2 separate regions of the Mus musculus genome follow, and region 2 is linked to region 1. Evidence: chromatin contacts called from public promoter capture Hi-C data. All regions are on one chromosome and are shown on one strand. The core of a region is the stretch at or near the end of the contact, and the rest is flanking DNA. Distances in the headings are between cores, read along the strand shown.

Region 1 (3,524 bases), core at 768-3,267:
CTGAAACCCTCTTGAAGCTTCAGAAGGTACCAGCACTCATGGGCTTGCACTCACCCCAGATAACATACAAGTACACATAGTTAAAATTAAAATAAATTGCTGGGTGGTGGTGGCTCGTGTCTTTAATCCCAGCACTCAGGAGGCAGAGGTAAGTGGATGTCTGAGTTTAAGGCTAGTTTGGTCTATGGGGTAAGTTCCAGGACAGCCAGGGCTACACAGTGAATCCCTGCCTCAAAAACAAAAGTACAAAACTGACAGCCAGGACTACACAGAGAAACCCTGTCTCTAAAAACAAAAACAAACAAACAAACAAAAAATCAAACCAACCAACCAACCAACCAAACAAACAAACAAAAAACCTGCTGGGTAGTGGTGGCACATGCCTTTAACTTGAGAGGCAGAGGCAGGTGGATTTCTGAGTTCGAGGCCAGCCTGGTCTACAGAGTGAGTTCCAGGAGAGCCAGGGCTACACAGAGAAACCCTGTCTCAAAAAAAAAAAAAAAAAAAAAAAAAAAAGAAAAGAAAAGAAAAGAAAAGAAAAAAGAAAACCCTAAAACCAGAAAAGAAAAACCAAAAAACTAAGATAAAATGAATCTTAACAACAACAAAAGACTTAAGGCAACTAGTAAGTGGACTAGGGACTGAACCCTCACCTTAGGAAATACCCCATAACCTTTCTATGAATAATACTCTTACCTTGTTGACCTGAGTGACCACAGCATCCACCACTTCACCTTTAAAGGGCCGGAAAACAATAGCTTTGTATTTCACTGGATAAAGAACAAAACCTCGGCCTGGCTGGATCACACCAGCACCAATATTGTCGATGGTGGTGACAGCAATTACAAAGCCATATCTGCATGAAAAATGAAAGAAGACAGCTATGTGAAGAGCCTCTGAAAAGCCACCAGCAATAAGAGTCTCTGTGTGAAAGAACCTCTGTTCAGATGGTTCATTGATCAAGAAGAGACAGGACACAGATTAGCACCTAAATATATATATATATATATACACACACACACACACACACACACACATATATATGTTTTTTCGAGACAGAGTTTCTCTGTGTAGCGCTGGCTGTCCTGGAACTCACTCTTTAGACCAGGCTGGCCTTGAACTCAGAAATCCACCTGCCTCTGCCTCCCAAGTGCTGGAATTAAAGGCATGCGCCACCCCCGACCAGCTTAGCACATGAAATATTAAATGATGCTCTCATGATGGTACAGTAAATGCCCAAGAAGGCCTAGATATGCTGACATACACCTATTCTCTCAGTACCATGTAGGCTAAGGCAGGAGGACTTGCCAGGGTCAAAGCTGAGACAGGTCTTTCAAAAACCACAAACGAGTCAGAGAATTGTGATGAAAGCCTTTAATGTCAGCACTCAGTGGCAGGCAGATCTCTGAATTAGAGCCCAGCTTGGTCCACATAGTGAGGCCATCTCAAAACTCAAAAACATTTGCATAATAACGGTCTTATCTCACATAAGGGAAGAAAATTTTCTTTAGTAGCTTTTCAGAGTGTCTAAAACAGGCAAAAACTGGCTGCTTCAGGTGCCTGGAGGGGTGAAAGGGTTCCTCAGAGTAAGCGACAAGCCCTGACAGAAGGAGTTAAGAAGAGGTTAGAGACTAGCGCCATTGTGCGTGCATTCAGCAGACCTCTCTGTGAAGCAGAAACTCACTTCCCAGTGCAGGTCCCCTCCACCTCGGTAAACAGCTTCTGCTTCACCGTGTTGAGCAAGTTTGGACCGAAGTATCGTGGGTGCAGGAGGATCTCGTGCTCCAGGGAAATCTGCAGAGAAAGGAAGATGGAGACTCAGCCAGCCACATTGAGGACAGGAGGCGACCTGTCGGCCCTTCCGGGCCTCCAGGATCCTCCTGTGACTGCCCCTCACAGTTACCCCGCATCCAGCTCACGTGATAAAACATCTTCTGCAGAAGCTTGGCCCGCAGCGCCCAGAACTTCCCACGCAGAGACCTCTCCGGAAGCACTTGCAGAAGTCCCACCACTTCTCTGCGGTCGCTTCCGCAGCGCTGATTGAGTCTTAACGTCATGGGCGGGGATACATGAAGCCCCGCCCCTCAGGCCTGCCCACCACCGTTCATACTCCCCTCCTACTTAAAGCAAATTCTAGGACAGCCGGGATTACAGAGAAAAACCCGGCCTCGAAGAACCAAAGCCAAAACTAAAACCAAAACCAAAACCAAAACCAAAACCAAAACCAAAACCAACCAAAAAATGTGAGTTATTTTAGGTCTGACTTTTACCACATGCCCTTAAACCCAGCCGTGGCAAACAGATCTCTAAACTTAAGGCTAAGCCACAGCTACAAAGTGAGTTCCAGGGTAACCTGGGCTGTGTATACAACCCTGTAAAACATTTACACATATTTAAAAAAAACCAAAAAATTATTATTATTTAATTTGGGGGCTGAAGAAATAGCTCAGTCCTTAAGAGCACTTGCTCCTCTTGCAGAGGTCCAGGATTTAATTCCCAGCACCCACAGGGTAGCTCACACTCTTCTTTGTAACTCCAGCTCAGGGAGAGCTGACATCCTCTTCTGGCTTCCTTCAGCACTGCATGTGAGTGGTACCCAAACACACATACAGGCAGAACACCCATGCTTGTAAAATAAAAAGAAAGGCTAGGCAGCTGGGGATATGATTGTTCTTCCAAAGGATCCAGGTTTGATTCCCAGCACAAGCATGCTGACTCAACTCTCTATCTATACTTCAATCCCAGGGGATCCAGTGCCCTCTGGCCTCCATGAACACAGCACCCTTGTGGTGAACAGACATAGCTGTAGCCAGAACACTCACACATATAAAATAAGAATAACGGTTTTTTTTTTTTTTACATGTAAATAAAAATAAAGCTCTCAAAGAGGACCTGAGTTCAGTTACTAACACTAGCATTTCACAACTCCAGCTCTAAGGGGACCTGAAATCTTCTCGTAGCCTCAGAAGGTACCAGTACTCATAGGCTCATACTCACACATAGGTAGCATACATTATTAAGTACACATAATTAAAAAGAAATCACTTAGCTGGGCATGATGGCGCACGCCTTTAATCCCAGCACTTGGAAGGCAGAGACAAGTGAATTTCTGAGTTTGAGGCCAGCCTGGTCTACAGAGTGAGTTCCAGGACAGCCAGGGGCACATAAACAAGGCTGTCTTAAAAAACAAAACAAAACAAAAAAACCCCAAAAAGACAGCAAACAAACAAAAAGATTATGTCTGCAGGCATGCACTAGGCTTACTTTCTTTTCTATTTGAGGGACAGGGTTTTATTATGTAGCCATGGACGGCCTGGAATTTGTTTTGTAGAGGAAGCTTGCCTTGAACTTTTAACAATTCTCTTGCCTTTTCTTTTGAAGTCCTGGGTAAAGTGGAAGCTTAAGGTTTGTCAGTTGTGTTGGAAGGTATTTTGCTGGAGCTAACACGTGAAGGAGTGTTTTCCTGAAGTGGACACAGGTGAAAGAGTAAGGCAGACTCATGAAGGAACATTTAGTTGAAGCAG
Region 2 (3,524 bases), core at 702-3,201, 1.6 Mb before region 1:
GGAGATACAGACACAGAGAGACTCTAAGGATGGAGGGGACACTGGGTCAAGTCCATTTCCAGCCTTGAAATAAAGGTCTTTGGTTTTTAAAAAGATGTATTTATCTGTGGGGGGAAAGGGTGCAGGCAGGAGTCTTACTATGCACCCCACCCAGACCTGGGCTTAAACTTGAGATTCTCCTGTTCCTGATGCCCTGGTCCTGGAAATACACTCAAGTGCCACTATGCTCACTGGTGTGTATGTGTGCTGTTTTCCATGTGGGTGAAGGCCAGAGCTTGATGTCTGGCATCTCATCTAACAGCTCTCCATCTTTTCTTTCTTTCTTTCTTTCTTTCTTTTTTTTTTGGAGACAGGTTTTTTTTTACTAAACCTGAAGTTCACTGTTTTGGCTAGACAAGCTGAACAGTGGAATCCAGGGAGCTCCCTGCCCCTCTCCCCCTACCAGCACTAGGGCTAAAGACTAGCCGGTTACTGGGTAGTCAATGTCAAATCTTCATGCTGGTGAAGCGAATACTTCTTAAATAAACCATTCTCACGTGTCCTTGCTTTCTATACAGTTTCTTCTCTTTTTTTGTTTTTGTTGTTTGTTGTCTACACAGAGACAGGGTTTCTCTGTGTAGCCCTGGCTGTCCTGGAACTCACTCAGTAGACCAGGCTGGCCTTGAACTCAGAGATCCACAGCTTCTATAGCATAAGTGCTGGATTATAGGCGTGTGCCACACTGCCCTGCTGGGGTTTTGTATCTTTTAAAGATGTGTTTTATCTATATTTGTATGATGCATGTGTGTGAGCACAGGTATGTGTTTGCATGCTTACCCAAGGTCAGGACGGGATGTCAGATGCGTTGGAGCTGGAGTTACAAGCTTGTTATATGGGTGCTGGAACCTGAACCAGTCTTCATGAGGCTATGCACCAAACGCCATCTTTCCAGCCCCCAGACTCTTGTTTTTGAGACAGAGTCTCAGTATGTTGCCCAAGCTGGCCTGAATTCCCGAGCTCTGTTTTCATGCCTCAACCTCCCACTAAATGGGCGTAAGAGAGGGCATGGCTTGGTTGTCACTGTTTCTTCAGTGGCAGTGCTTTGGTTCTACCCCTAATTCAATGCCCAGATATCTGGATTCATGACCCATTGTCACTTAAAACAGAAGAGCTCCAAAAAAGGGAGGGATGGGGGGGCCTAGGCTGCGGTGTAGTATTAAGAAAGTGCTTGCCTAACACAAAGTCCCGGGCTTGATCCCCAGCACCACATAAACCACAAGTGATGGCACAGGCCTGTTATCCCAGCACTAAAGAGATTATCGCTTCAAAGTCAAATGTGGTCAGCCTGGGCTACAAGAGACCCTGCCTCATGTTTTTAAACTAATGTTTTAAAAGTAAAAATTGTCCTAGTATCTAAATGCTCCTACATCTCTGGGAATGTAGACCTGGTGAACTCTGCAGCCCTCCTTAATAATAAAATGTAGCAGTAACAACCATGACGTCGCTGCCAGTTACCAGGCATGCCCTCCCCTGCGGTGGGGGGGGGGGGGGAATGGAAGGAGAGACGGGTTTAGAGAGGCCGAACAGAGTAAACAAACTAGCGGGCTGACCTGACATCCAGGAACTTGGGAAAAATACCTAGGGCTTAGGAGCAGCCGAGCGACTGTCTCATCCATGCCTTGAGGACAGGCCTAAGCCAATGTCGCAGGCTACCACAGTTCGCCCACCTCCCCGCTCCCGGTCCGTCCCGCTCACCAGGACCCCGAGCTGCTCCCGCGCCGGCTTCGAGTGGACCTGAGCCCGCGGCACCATGAGCCGCCGGGCCGAGCCGGTCAGGCTCCTCAGCAGCAGTGGCGTCAGGACAGACATGACGGCGCGGAACGACCACGGACGAGGACCAGTCCAAGGTCAGGGAGTCAAGATGGCCGAACCAGCCGGAAGTTCCGGCGCTGAAGTTGCCGGACGCCCGAGCCGGAAGTATTTCGGAAATGACGTCGGGACAAGCCCCCTCGCCCGCCTGGGCTGTTTTTGGCGCGCTCCTCGAAACAACCAACCGACATCATCCTACACAGATGGGAGGAGAAATGAGACACCTTTGCTCCCACCTCCACTTTCTTCGAGAGTGACACGCATAGCCACCCAATCACACAAGCTACAAGTCTATTGACTCCTTGGCTCCTCCCTCCATTCATTTAACTAGGATCCTCTCTCTGCCAGCACTGTACTAGTGACTCCAGCTCGCCACCAGTAAGCCTCTAGTTTTAAAAACATAGTTTTACTTTATGAGTGTTTTGTCAGCATGTTCATCTGTGTATGCAGAACGCAGAGAGGCCAAAAGAGGGTGTTGGATCCTCTGGAACTGGAGTTCAGGCAATAGTGAGTAATCTTGTGGATGCTGGGAACTGAACTGAACTGGACCTCTGCAAGAGCAGCGAGTGCTTCTAAGCGCTGAGCTCTCTCTCCAGCCCCGAGACTCCTGTCATTTACTGTTATCCTCTCAGAAACCCGTTTCCACATAACTGGTAACTGTTCTCAACTTCTGCTTTCCTCCTTTTGTGTGTGTTAGGACAGTTTTGTTTTGTTTTGTTTTGTTCTCTGTTTTTCGAGACAGGGTTTCTCTCTGTAGCCCTGGCTGTCCTGGAACTCACTCTGTAGACTAGGCTGTCCTTGAACTCAGAAATCCGCCTGCCTCTGCCTCCCGAGTGCTGGGATTAAAGGCATGCGCCACCACGCCCGGCCAGTTTTGGTTTTTTAAGGTCTCCAGTAGCCCAGGCTGTCCTAAAACCGTGTAGATGAGAATGACCTTGAACTTTTCTGCTTCTATTCCTATGTTCCATGCCTTGTTGCCTCTCTTCTTTCTCTTCTTTATCCCCTGTCTCCCTTCTGCCTTTATTCTTTCTGTTCCTTTCTCCTCTCTCCTTCCTTCTTGTTTTACTAGACAAATACCTGATCAAGTGGTTCCCCATTGCTTTCTTTAAAAAAATATTTATGTATGTGATTACACTGTGTCTATACAGATGGTTGTGAGTCTTCATGTCACTGTTGGGATCTGAATTTTTAAGACCTCTGCTTGCTCCGGTCAGCTCTGCTCGCTCCTGTAAACTCAGTCCCTGCTTGCTCTGGCACAAAGATTTATTTATTATTAATACATAAGTACACTGTAGCTGACTTCAGATGCACCAGAAGAGGGCCTCCAATGGGATTTGAACTCAGGACCTTCGGAAGAGCAGTAAGTGCTCTTATCCACTGAGCCATCTTGCCAGCCCTCCCCATTGCTTTCTAGACAAGGCCCGGATCTTGGATATTGCCCTTCTGTCTGACTTCTCAATATCGCTTGTTTTTTGTCCTTGCTCCTAGGTCTCTTCTCCACCCTTCCAGATTTTGGACTTTTTACTCTTTACATTCTACCTAGAACACCTTTTCTTTCTTTTTTAAAAAGATTTATTGGGGCTGGTGAGATGGCTCAGTGGGTAAGAGCACCCAACTGCTCTTCCGAAGGTCCGGAGTTCAAATCCCAGCAACCACGTGGTGGCTCACAACCATCT

The links. Promoter capture Hi-C pulls out the DNA fragments that hold promoters and counts their contacts.
Region 2: a promoter capture Hi-C map of liver shows a contact between it and region 1, with 7 times the contacts expected there. A contact is called at or near these places in 2 of 39 promoter capture datasets (liver and pre-B cells), 1 of 484 Hi-C or Micro-C datasets (B cells), 1 of 130 datasets of targeted methods (trophoblast stem cells) and 2 of 9 other capture datasets (macrophages and pancreatic islet).

What each region holds. Positions count from the first base shown.
Region 1 is chr19:8,796,540-8,800,063 of GRCm38.p6, forward strand. Polr2g (polymerase (RNA) II (DNA directed) polypeptide G) reads right to left here and starts at 2,018. Exons shown (of 8, transcript NM_026329.2): 1 at 1,920-2,018; 2 at 1,685-1,794; 3 at 697-856. The coding sequence starts at 1,931.
Region 2 is chr19:7,215,665-7,219,188 of GRCm38.p6, forward strand. It overlaps Cox8a (cytochrome c oxidase subunit 8A), which reads right to left and starts at 1,952. Exons shown (of 2, transcript NM_007750.2): 1 at 1,735-1,952. The coding sequence starts at 1,848.